Linked DNA regions of Sus scrofa: regions 1, 2 and 4 are each linked to region 3. A link is a contact called in public Hi-C and promoter capture Hi-C data. All regions are on one chromosome and are shown on one strand. Each heading gives the region's core, a stretch centred on a gene start, on an enhancer-like site or on the middle of the called end of the contact. The rest is flanking DNA. Distances are from core to core; before and after follow the strand shown.

Region 1 (3,110 bases), core at 132-2,631, 560 kb before region 3:
AGCATTATCTTTCCTTTGTAAAAGATAAAACTCATTTATTTTTCTGATTATAAATTCCATATCCATGCATTCTAGAAAACACAAAAAATTCAGAAGAACATTTAGAAGTAATAAATGACTAATATTCCCATCCTACTGCCTAGAACTATGGTTAATGATTCGGTGTAGCTTTCAAAATTTTTCTCTACATATATTTACATTTTAAAAAATAAAATTAGGATTATGCCATGTATACCATGTTGTATACTGCTTATTTCACACACATTTACCTGTATCCTCACGTAGTCTTTTTCAGTATGATAATGTAGCACTCAATTATGTTGATGAAGCATATGTCATTTATTTAGTCTATTGATTTGAGTTTTCAGAGAAAACCTAAATATAAGATATGACTGTGATGATGATGCAGATAAAATTAAACCCCAGAGACAGCTGATGCATAGGCAGACATAAAGTACAGGTGAGTTTCCAAGGCAAGTAGTTATCCTGGTGAAGGGGAAATGGAAAAAACCAACATTGCATACCTGGTCTCACCTGGAAAGGGATGGAGATCTGGTTAGCAGGAACCGAATGGAATTTGGAGGCTATGCTTGGAGATCACTTAGCTCTGAAACTTTAGGTAATGGCCCCCTCTCTGCAGCCTTGGCTTCCTTCATGGTGAAATGAGGGCTGTTCCAGCGCCAGGGTCATCTAAGGACAGCTCTTTCAGCCCTCGGAGCCCTGGCATTGGTCGTTTTCTCTGCTGAAGTCACCTCTGCCCTTCTACCCCCCTGGCCTCCCACGTTGACCCTTCAGGCTTGGCTGCCTTTCCCTATTGTGCCCACCAGGCTGGATAAGTGACTTTACTACCAATCCCACAGAACGCAAGGCCCAGAGGTGCTCTGGTCACAGTCCGGGTCTTCCTTAGCCACCGCACCTGAAGCAGAGGCCCCCTCCGCTTATATCTCCATCTAATTCTTCTGATCATGTACCTCCCAATACATAATGATCATAGCTTGTCATTGTTTTATCTACTGGCTGTTTCCTTGGGTCTTTTCTCTTTAGGACGTCCCTGCCTCTTGGTGGCCGCTCTCCCCACAGGCCTGGCACATGGGCAGGGCCCCATACGTGTTGGTTAAATGACAGAAGAAACAGCTGTGGGTATCCTAGGCCTGAGAACACTGGGAAGACTGCCCTGGGCTGGGCTGATTCCAAACTGCCGGCGGAGGCGGGACCTAGGGCGGATTCTGGGCGGGACGCGGAGAGTCTCGGGCGGAGCCTCTGGGGCGTCAGGGCGGGGCTTTGGGGCTGCGGCGGAGCAGGCCTAACCAAGCAGCCCAGGCTACGCCTGGTTGAGTTCCACTGGCCGCTCGGCCCTCCGGCCACCCGCCCGCGCCGCCGTCAGGGGGCGCTCTCGCTCGCGGCGCCGCGTTTCTACTGGGGAGGCGCCGTCCGCTCCGGGCGGCTGGAGCCGCAACTCCGGGCGCGGGCTCAGTCGTCCCGTCTGCCGCCGCCGCCGCCACCGCCGCCTCCGGGAGCGGGCTCGCTCGTCCTCGCGGTCTCACTCTCCGGCCGCCGGCGTCTCCCGGCCCGGCAGCTGCCGCCGCCGCCGCCGCCGCCGCCGCCGCCGCCGCGCAGTGAGTAGGGGCGGGCCCACGGCTTGGGGGCCCGGGGCTCGGGAGGGCTGGGCACTAGAAGCCCGTGCGAAGCGGCCGGGGGAGGGAGGTTGAAGGGAAGCCGGGCGGTGGCGGGGCCCTGCTGAGGGGACCGCTGGGAGCCCGGGCGGCGCGCTCCGGGGCTGGCACGAGCCCGCGGCGGGCTGTCCGCGGCCGAGGGGCCGGCCTTGTGCGGAGGTTCCGGAGCCCGCCGGGCGGGAACTTGCGGGTTCGGCGGACCCGGGTTCGGGGCTCCGGTGCGCGCCCTCTGCCCGGGCCCTGAGCGTCTCCTATCCCTCGCCAGGGCCGGGTCGGGACTGGGGGCTCCGCCTGCGGGCAAAGTGCAATCTGGCCCGCTCGGGGGCACCTCGAGGTTTGCTCGAAAATGGTTGTTTTGGGGGTGGTGCTTATTCGCCCCTATTTGTCTTAATTTAAAGACATTTGGGGATTTTCTGCCCCAAAGAGACACTCTGACCGCAGCTGAGTTCTTTAGGCTGAGATTTGTATGTGTCAGGGCATTTTTAATGCTGCTTGTCAGAGGTGATAAATGGCCGCGTTAATGGGGAGCCCCTGAAGCACCTGCCAGGCTGTCGGAGGCTGTGTCGGGGCGGGGGGTGGTGACGCGCAAATGAAACAGAGATCTTGTTTGGATGTTCTGCTGAAGTTATGTTGCTGTTCACATATAGCTGTTCTATAACAAGTTGATAAATCCAATTTTAGGGGTTTGTAATAGAAGAGATTTGAGGGGCCAAGAGACCCGAAGTGACCTAGTTTGGCTAAGAATATTTGGGGAAGCCTAGTTGCCCCTTCCTGTTTCCTCTTCTCTTGGCATGTTGATTTTCTTGCTGTCACAAATGCCCAAGTACATGAATGATCCCAAGATAGGAAAGATTCTAGGGGACAGCCTTTAGCACAGGACTGAGCCCAGGATTGAGATGTTTTCAAATGAACAGATGTGTAGCTAGGAAAAGAAAAATCTTTTTGCCTTCATGGCTGTCATGTTGGGAGAACTTGCTCTTTGGTTGGGAACTGTCAGGCCATACTAATGCTTCATCTTGTGTAATGCCACAGATAATTAGGAATTGAGTGGTCAGGACAGCCATTTTTAATGTTTGTGTGATTTGAATTTTCATAAATCATATTTTAACTAAAGCATTACTGTGTAAAGGAATTCTTGGGTGAATCCTTCTATGAATCTCTCAGTGTGTCTTGGATTTTGATATTTGGAGTCTTTTTAAAATGGAATACACATGTTTATTTGGATTTGGCTTTGCCTTGTGGATAATCCTGAGTCATGCTTTAGAGAAGTTCCTTCTGTGTTCAAGGGCTCAGATGTCTGATGATCTCTCAAAGCCAGATACTCCCATTTACCTGTTGTTCCCCCTTCTGAGCTCCTGAGAGAGGAGGATTAGGAGAGATTGGAAGCAAATTTACCCTGTCTCCACACCCGTGCTCAAAATCGTGTTCATTCGCACA
Region 2 (3,075 bases), core at 59-2,558, 600 kb before region 3:
CCATCCCTGGCCTTGCTCAGTAGGTTAAGGATCTGGCATTGCAACAAGCTGCAGTGTAGGTCACAGATGCAGCTAGAATCCAGTGCTGCTGTGGCTGTGGCACAGGCCTGCAGCTGCAGCTCTGATTGGACCCCTAGCCTAGGAACTTCCATATGCTGCAGCTGCAGCTATAAAAACAAAGAAAAAAAGTATACTAGGTAGTTTTATTTCCACATGTAGTATATTGTAGAGGCAGAGAACGTCAAGTAAGCTTAAATTATACTACATATTGAGCACTCACTAAGTGCCTGGTACTGCCAAACGTGTTGCCTTCAGCATCTAAGAGTTATTTTATCACACAGGTTGGTAGAATTTTCTAGTAACATAAAAAGGATAGAGAAGGAAATTCCTCAAAAGTTGAACACAGAATTATCATATGATCCAACAATTCCACTTCTAGCTATACTCAAAAGAACTGAAACCAGGGGCTCAGATACTTGCACACCAATGTTCACAGCAGCACTGTTCACAAATCCAACAGGTGGAAACAACCCAAAGGTCCATTAAAGATGAATGGATAAACAAAATGTATATGCCCACAACGGAATATTAACCTTAAAAAGGATGGAAATTCTGACATTCTACAACATGGATGAACCTTAAAAACATGGTGAAATAAACCAGAAAAAGGACAAATAAACCAGATAAAGGACAAATCTTTATTTACCACTTACAGGAGGTAGTGAGAATAGATACTCATATACACAGAAGGTACAAAAGAGGTTACCAGGGGCTAAGAGGAAATAAGGAGTTATTGTTTAATGGGTACAGTTTGTTTGGGATGATAAAATTCTGGTAGTGAACGGACAATATGGTGAATTACTTAGTGCCGCTGAACATACAGTTTAAATGGGAAATTTTGTATTTTACTACAAAAGTACATTTTAAAGGGGGTGAGAGAAGAAGTATGGAGTCTAATTAGATCGGCCATCTGATTTCAATGAGCCTTGCGCGGCTGACATGCCACCCCAGCCTCTGCCCCAGGACGAGGGACCCCTCCCTGTCTGGTTAGCGTCTGGGCCAATTACCTGCAGCGCCGCCGGCGCCGTGCGGTGGAAGCGCCTCCTCAGCAGCAGCCCGGAGACCTTGCGGGGAGAAAAAGGACGCTTAGAGGGGACGCAGGATGGCAGGGATCGCGCAGGATCCTGGGGCCAGTGAGCCGCTGCCTACCTGCTCCAGGGGCCTCCGCACCAGCCCAGCCACTACCGCCATTTTGAATGTGTCCTCTAGTCGCCAAGAAATGACAACACCGCGGGGCTGCAGAAGAGTCAAGCCCGCTCTTCCCCGCCGGTGCCGGCCAATGGCAGGGCACGGCGCCTGCGTGCCCCGCCCCCTATGGCGTCAGGGTCGAGGGGCGGGGCCGAGGAGGCGCGAGGGTGGTCCGTCAGCTTGGCTTGATGCCCACTCGGATCAAGTTTGCTGAAGGTGGGCGGTTCCTGGCACGCACAGTGCACGCCGAGAGCACGTCCCTGCTTGTTGGAGCGCAGTGACCCCAAGTCATACTCAAAGGTCTAACTCGAGGCTGAGGAATGTGTCAGGCCAGGCTTCCGCAGGCACTGAAATCCTTTGGGCACCAAGCCAAACTGGTGACTGGAAATTTACAATCTTACAAGCGAGCCTACTCCTTCTTGGACAGCACCGTCTATTGATTTCTTACAGTGTGAACCAAAGCTTTCACGTGTGCCAGGCGTTGTGTTGTGCTTTATGGCTTATTTCTCACAAGAACCCGCTCAGGTAATTAATAGCATTAGCTCCATTTCGCAGATGGTTAAACTGAAGCAGGGATTGGTTAAATCAGTCAGGGTTTGAATTTAGGACTGCCTGACTCTAAAGGGTAGTCTTTTATTACTGCTTCCTGAAGCAGAAGTTGGGGTCTGCGTTACAACAACCTGCATTTAGAGAGGGTTTTTGTTTTGTTTTGTTTTGGGTTTTTTTGCCATTTCTTGGGCCGCTCCCAGGACATATGGAGGTTCCCAGGCTAGGGGTCCAATCAGAGCTGTAGCCGCCAGCCGACACCAGAGCCACAGCAACACAGGATCCGAGCTGCGTCTGCAACCTACCTACAGCTCCCGGCAACGCCAGACCCTTAACCCACTGAGCAAGGCCAGGGATCGAACCTGCAACATCATGGTTCCTAGTCGGATTCGTTAACCACTGAGCCACGACGGGAACTCCCTAGAGGGTTTTATAGGGTCAAATACCTGATTAGGGAAGCCTTTGGAAGCTTCCTCTCATTGGTCTCTTTTTGACCCTGCATGCAGTGGTGGGGATAGGGGTGGGCGGTGGTCAGATAGGACCTCTGGGGACTCTGTCAGTCCTTACTCATGCCCAGGACATTCCAAAAACTCTTCTGAGGGCTGCAGGCTGCCAGTCTGGGTTTAATCTCAGGGCTCTCAGAAGCCAGCGCAGCAGGGAAGTGACCAGGTGAGGAGGAGTCTGGTTGCTGAGTGAGAAAGAGAGGAGGGGGATTCAAGCAAAAGCAGGGAGACCTGAGAGTCTTTGGCAGAGGGAGCACTGGACTCTGGAGGGTTGAGGTGAAGAGGAGAGAATAGGTTTGAGATCTGTTTAGGACCAGAATCAATAAGGTTGCCTTGAGGCAAGGGGAAAAAATGAGGAAGATTTGGGGAGTTTGTTGCTGTTGAATGGATGGGGGAGGGGAGGAGATGGGGAGCAGGTGGGAGGTAAGAATTCATTCTGAATACGCTGTATTTAGGTTAGTGGGTCAGACCAGGTTGGATATAGGAGCCTGGAGCTAGAGGCTGGAGCTAGGTAGCAGCAGAGATAGAAATTTGGGTGCAGCTGCATACAGATGGGCTTTCATCTCTGGGCCTCTGATTTGTCATCTGTAAAGTGGAGAGATTGTCTCTCAAGTATGCAGTGAGGACCTTCCAAGTCTCCCTCAGCACTGTCCCCTAGTCCCTTCAATCTGTGGACTGCAGTAAAGGTGCACAATGTGAGAGCTGTGAGTTTCAGTTTTATTTGAGGACTTACTGAGGATTGCGCCCCAGGGGACTGCCTCTCAGATGGCTCTGAGGA
Region 3 (3,131 bases), core at 292-2,791:
GGAAGCTTTCTTTTTTATTTATTTAAGACAAAAATCCTTACATCTGCTCAGATAGAAAACTACTCTCCCCTTTCTGCCATCTCCTGGCTACCAAGTTTCCCACAGTGGACATATGTTCTTTTATAACTATATTTTACTGGCATTAAATGAAAGACAGTCTCTAAAATTATTCTAACACATTTAATGACATCAAATGGATGAGAAGAAAGAAACTGCAGAATATTCTAAGGACAGTCACAAGAAGGCAGGCAGTATTTGTTGCAAAGGTAGAAGCTACGAAGGAATGACTAGAGAAGGACTATTCTGGCACAGGGACAAAATTGTTCATCTTAACAAGAGAACTAAGACGGCAAACATTAGGAAGCGTGTAACCTCAGACAGAGGGTAGGAAAGGAAAGCAGGAGATTAGGACTGAGGGAGATGCCCAGTGAGATGAGGAAGCAGCAGACCCTCCAGGATACTCAAGGTGACTGAGGGAAGACCCAGAGCAGTTTCCTTCAGTGCGAGCTTGACCCTCAGAACGAAGTGCAGTAAGTTGCTATGAAGGTAAACAAACTAGCTCCATCTACAGAGATTCTGATTTATGCAATCTGGCGATAGGGTCAGGAAATTTGCAGTTTTAAAAGCACTCCCAGTGGTCCTAATGTAACTCAGTATTTGAGAATAACTGATCCCCAGTTTTTGGGAAAGTGACAATAGTCCATGGCCAAAGCGCTTATTTTCTTTCTTGGCTTAATCATTCATTCCTTCACTGATTCGCTCTCTTCTAAATAGCTTTGGAATTACCAATGTGCCTCAATAGTGTTAAAACTCAAGGTTTATGGGTCCTGCCCTCAAGTTGCCGATTCAGGAGGTCTGGCTGGAGTTTAAGATTGCATTTTGGTCAAAATCACTGGCAATCCCTACACTTTAAGAAGTAATGTGCTGGAGACTGAACAAAAGTTAAAAATCACATACCCACATGTCGGTTGCTTTCTTTTTTCTGAGTCAACACTATTTATCTATTAAGTCCTTCTAAACCCCAGAAAGACTGCATTATGGGGGGGGGGGGGCGGTCTTTGCTTCACCCTGAAAATGAGCTACCTCACCCAAGAGGAGAAAGTTATAGACAGGGAGAGACGTTTGGGGTTACCTGGTACTCATTTTTGAACATTCCCGCAGGGAGCCCGGGGCTTGGGGGGCACGGAGTTCAGGGCTTCCAGCGAGTAGCGCGACTCTGAATGATGGAAATCAGCGGGCTGGAACCGGGGGGCCCCACCGGCGGGGAAGAGTTCAGTGCTCGGCCCCGACGGGGCCAGGCTTTTCTCAGCCCCCGGTCAGCTCCACCTAGGGCCCTCGACCCGAACCAACGCAGTGCCCGCCTCCGTGGTGCCCGAGTCGGGGCAGGCACACTGGGCGAGCTCCGAATGGTCCCGAGGAGTGACTGCGCGTGTAGCCTACGTTACCGTGCGCCCAGACGCGGAGAATCAGACAACCGCCCTCCCGCTCTACCGGGAAAAGCAGCGCGTCCCGCCGCCGCCGCCCCTCCCCCCGAACTCGATCTGAAAAGGGAGGGGCCGAACGGGACCTGATGTTCCGACCTCTCCCATTGGCTCTCACGAGGCGCCTGCGCATTGCGCTATTTGAGCTTCACGCCAAAGGACACGTGAGGCCACGCAGTGACGTAGGCGTTGCCCAGGCAACCAAGGGGCTCTCCTGGAAAGCTTGAGTGGCAAAATCTGCAACCAGAACTTGTTTTAGTTTGGAGCTGTGCTTGCCGAAGGGGCTAAATTTAACCTGGTTTAAGAGCTACTGCAGGTACTGGATTCTACTAGGAAACCTGTCACCTGGTCATAAACAGTGATAACTGGTAGGTTGCTGAGGGGAAGAGCCATGGAATCATGGAACTGCTCAAGTGGCCTTTCTTTGGAAGTTTCCAAAATTTGTCTTTGTTGAAGTAGCGATAGGGGCCACCAGCCCTTTCACCGTTACAGAAAGCCCAAGAAGTAAGGCTTGAAAAGCCAAGATTTTTTTGCTCAAAATAATAACTACATACATTATTAATCTGTTACCAACCTGGGTTTTTGGCCTTCCTTAATCAATAAAAATTGATAAGAGGTCAGACAAGAAATTCAGACAAGGCTTTATTTGGGGGCCCTGTTGCAGCAAGTTGGGGAGAGGAGGGGACAAGCAACAGTTTCCCTTGCTCACTCCTCCCCTGAGGGTTGAGGGAGGTGGCTCCTTATAGGGAGTGAAGGTAGGAGTGGGGTCAGGAGTCAGGCCAGAGGGGCGGCTTAGATGGTTTGCCCATCCTTCTGGTGGTGTGGGCAGGAAGCACATGGAGTACCTTGATTTTGCCTCCAACACCCTCCTTCTGCTATTTGCTCTTCAGAAATGGAGTTGGTTTTTTTAGTTATCAGTATTTTGTTGCTTACAGTTTGCCTCAGCTGCATGTGCTTGCAGCTGTTTTTAGTCCCGTATAATTTCTTTGTATTTCCTTGCTTCAGGAGATGTTTGTCCAGGTGCAGCCACTGCAGCAAAGGGTCCTAGGTCCTAGCCTGTTTCAGAGCCAGGTGCTCTCTTATCTATCTGGATACTTACTTAGTTTCTATTTCAGAACCACTCTTACACTGTAGGTTTTATTTTCAGTTTGGGGCTAAGGACCTGTATATTAGAAAGGTGAAACATCTTGCCCAAGCTCGTATGGCCAGTAAATGATGGAGCTGGTTTGGAGCTTGTGTCTGATGAGGTGAGTTAGGTCAGAGGCACAGGGTTATTGGTAATCAGGTACCACTCATGGAGCCCTTGCTATAGGACACGTGGTTCACAGCCTTGTGAGGTATCAAATCTTTCAGTTGAGATCACTGAGATTCAGAGTTGATTAGGAATTTACTCAAGGATGAGTTGACTTTTGGCTATGGCTGAGTCTGATATTCTCATTCACCCAAAAGTCTCCAATATGTGTTGTCCTTACAATAACCCAAGCACCGTGAATGGCATACAGCATGAAAAAATGAATGCTTTCTGGACCACTGTTTGTCAGAGCTAATATGAACAGATTAGGAGCAAATTTATTTGAATACAGTAATATTTGATGTATATAAGAGAGGTGGGCTGTCATATAGCTGTAAATTGCAGTACAATATCTAGAA
Region 4 (2,934 bases), core at 206-2,705, 510 kb before region 3:
CACCTGCTGGGCTGAGCTCTTTAACTGTGGTCACGGTGTTTACCTCCCAGCTGGGAGTCTGGTCCTTGGTGGCCACTGGGAAAGAGAGTCCACGCCTTCTGCTATCCGCTATCCCTCACCCCACATGCCCCTTGCCCTGTATCTGTCCACTCCCCGCACCCATGCCCCCTCCCTCTCCTCCTGCCTTTGCCCCTGCTGTCTCTAAGACTCTAAGGAGTCTTCTGATGGCAGTGCCCTCCCCCCAACCCCCCGCAGAACCCGCTGGGTGCTATCAGAGTGGCCTGGAGCCTAACACGAAGAGGTAGGCTGTAACTCTTTCCTGTGGGCAGCCCCTGCTGTGATTCCTATTCTTCTTCACTACAACCCTGCAGATACACTACTGCTATTATAACTAGTTTTTAGAGAGGACAGGAGCCTTGGGAAGGGAGGAAACTTTGTAAGGTCATGCAGCCACATGTGGCAAATGGGATTCATAGTAGGCCTCTATACAGACAGCCCTAAGTGGGTGGCAGGGCCTTGGGGTACTGACAAAGGGCCTGGCACGGCACATTCAAGAAGCTCCCTCCTCTGCCCCTTGGATCCTGGCAAGGCCGGCTAACTTGTCTCCTCTTTCCCTGCCCCACTTCTCCCCGCCTCTTCCACCCTATGCTCCAACTGCTGCTGCCTCTTGGCTGTGCTCCAACATTTAGGCGTCACCCCCTCAGCGCAGGGCCTCGGCCAGGCTCTGTCCTCTGCGGGGAACACTCTTTCCCTGGATGTCCTCATGGCTGCCTCACTTCCTCTGCAAGTCCTTGATCACTGTCACCTTCTCAGTGAGGCTTAGCTGACCATCCTCTTTCAAATCCCAAGCCCCTTCCCTCAGCATTCCCAATCCTCCTCGATCTGCTCTGCTTTTTCTTTTTCGCTGATCGTAACGTACAAGGTCATTTGCTCCTTTATTATGTTTTTGTTTATTGCTGCCTCTCCCTACTTAAACTCCAAGAGGGCCAGGATGTTATGGCCCTGACGCTTACTTAGCACAGGGCGTGGATCACAAGTAGCACATAGGAAACAAGTGTGGAATGAAAGCAAGTAGCTCTCAGAGGCTTTAGGAGTGACCTTAGGAGTGTCCAGTCCCTCTCCGGCCCCTCACTTACCTCGTCCTGAGTCCTGAGTCTGCGTAGCAGGCCTGGCCCAGCCGCACTAACTGCCGGGTTAGGCCTCTCATGGGTGGCCCAGCCCCTTTCTCCTCCCCTAGAGGGGCTGGGCCATTGGATCCTAAAGGTGCTGCTTGGCAGGCTCTCAGCTCCCAGCTATCCGCTGGTTGAGCTCACTGCCTCCACTTGCATGTCTTCCTGCTTCCCTCTGGTGGCTGTGATGCTGCTGGGCACCGAGGCCTCCCTGGGAGACTAAGTGGGGGTGAGGCAGGGAGGGGGGAAGTGGGGTAGAGAGCTTAGCTCGAGGCTGGCTGGGCAGCTTAGTGAGTGCCAGCTCCCCAGCCTCTGTCTTCCCTTCTTTCCTACCTCCTTGGCTCACCTCCCAGAGCCTGGTCCTGGTCAAACGCACATGCTTTCACTCTCGTAAAGTAATGCACAGGTGCGACCTGGGTTCAAATCCTGGAGGTATGATGCTGACTTGCTTCTCTTCTAAGCTTCCCTTCCTTTAACTCACAGGGTATGAAGGAAAAGTCTTGGTTAACTGTAAAGCCCCAAGCATTTGCAACTTTGTGATTTTTTACTGTTTTCTTGGTTCCCCATGAGAGAATTTCTTAATTCCCAGGATTAATGTTTAATAGGAGGATTTCCCATTCTTTGGTGTTGTACAGCTGGTGAGATATTTAAGGGTGAGCATGTGAGGTTTGGATAGAACAGAATGTGCTGGTTTGGTTACTCATCAATATTTATTTATTTGCTTGTTTGATTTTTCATTTATTTTTTCTTTTTTGGCTGCCCTATGGCATGTGGCGTTCCCAGGCCATGGGTCAGAGCTGAGCTGTGGTTGTGACCTATGTGGCAGCTGCAGCACCACCAGATCCTTTAATCCACTGTGCTGGGCTGGGGATGGAACCTATGTCTTGGGTCTGCAGAGATGCCGCTGATCCTGTTGTGCCACAGCGGGAATGCCAGTATTCATTTTTGAATGTCGGCAGTGATCTCGGCACTGGGGCACAGTAGGAAGCCCAAACCACAGAAAACAAAACTGTACCAGTGCCCTGCCCTTGCAGCTTCCATCCTGGGGTTGAGGGGCTGCTAGGGAGACATAGTTATAGTAGAAATGGGCTGGAAAACCTAGTGAGATATTCACAACCACTTCTAATGAACTTAGAACTTTTTTATTTTTATTTTTTTGGCTGTTTCCTCTCATATTATTTGTTTCAAGTTTTATTTAAATATATTTAATTTACCAGGCTGCGATACTTCTTACTGTACAACAAAGTGACCCAGTCATAAGTGTACACACATCCATTCTCTCTCAGATTCTTTTCCAACATAGATTATCACAGACTGTCAGTAGAGCTCTCTGTGCTATACAGCAGGTCCCTGTTGGCCAATCATTCCATATGCTCAGTGTGCATATGCCAATCCCAAAGCCCCAGTCCATCCTCCCCCCCACCCCCATACCTGTCCCCTATGGTAACCATAAGTTTTTCAAAGTCTGTGAGTCTGTTTCTGTTCTGCAAATAAGTTCATTTGTATCTCTTTTTTAAGATTCCACATAGGGGTGATATCATATAATGTTTGTCTTTCACTCTGTGACTAACTTCACTTAGTATGATAGTTTCTTGGCCCATCCATGTTGCAGCAAATGGCATCACTTCATTCTTTTTTATGGCGGAGTAATATTCCATTGAATATATGTACTACATCTTTATCCATTCCTCGGTCATTGGGCATTTAATTTGCTTCCATGCCTTGGCTATTGTAAATAGTGCTACAGTGAACATTGGCGTACAGA

The links. Promoter capture Hi-C pulls out the DNA fragments that hold promoters and counts their contacts. A called contact is a pair of places that touch in the nucleus more often than the background predicts.
Region 1: a Hi-C map of heart right ventricle shows a contact between it and region 3, with 4 times the contacts expected there. The contact joins the promoter of KCTD6 here to the promoter of C13H3orf67 in region 3. A contact is called at or near these places in 1 of 5 promoter capture datasets (skeletal muscle) and 2 of 47 Hi-C or Micro-C datasets (embryonic fibroblasts and heart right ventricle).
Region 2: a Hi-C map of liver shows a contact between it and region 3, with 4 times the contacts expected there. The contact joins the promoter of PDHB here to the promoter of C13H3orf67 in region 3. A contact is called at or near these places in 1 of 5 promoter capture datasets (liver) and 3 of 47 Hi-C or Micro-C datasets (embryonic fibroblasts, heart right ventricle and liver).
Region 4: a contact with region 3 is called in a promoter capture Hi-C map of liver, with 2.9 times the contacts expected there. The contact joins the promoter of ACOX2 here to the promoter of C13H3orf67 in region 3. A contact is called at or near these places in 1 of 5 promoter capture datasets (liver) and 2 of 47 Hi-C or Micro-C datasets (epiblast stem cells and mesenteric adipose tissue).

The regions. Positions count from the first base shown.
Region 1 is chr13:40,209,116-40,212,225 of Sscrofa11.1, forward strand. It overlaps KCTD6 (BTB/POZ domain-containing protein KCTD6), which reads left to right and starts at 1,382. Exons shown (of 3, transcript XM_005669685.3): 1 at 1,382-1,616.
Region 2 is chr13:40,166,194-40,169,268 of Sscrofa11.1, forward strand. PDHB (pyruvate dehydrogenase (lipoamide) beta) reads right to left here and starts at 1,309. Exons shown (of 10, transcript NM_001244398.1): 1 at 1,210-1,309; 2 at 1,068-1,124. The coding sequence starts at 1,251. LOC110256254 (a long non-coding RNA gene) reads left to right here and starts at 1,452. Exons shown (of 3, transcript XR_002337600.1): 1 at 1,452-1,773.
Region 3 is chr13:40,767,081-40,770,211 of Sscrofa11.1, forward strand. C13H3orf67 reads right to left here and starts at 1,542. Exons shown (of 15, transcript XM_021069115.1): 1 at 1,133-1,542. The coding sequence starts at 1,153. LOC102158698 (a long non-coding RNA gene) reads left to right here and starts at 1,662. Exons shown (of 3, transcript XR_002337602.1): 1 at 1,662-1,849.
Region 4 is chr13:40,254,269-40,257,202 of Sscrofa11.1, forward strand. It overlaps ACOX2 (peroxisomal acyl-coenzyme A oxidase 2), which reads right to left and starts at 1,456. Exons shown (of 15, transcript XM_021069070.1): 1 at 1,137-1,456.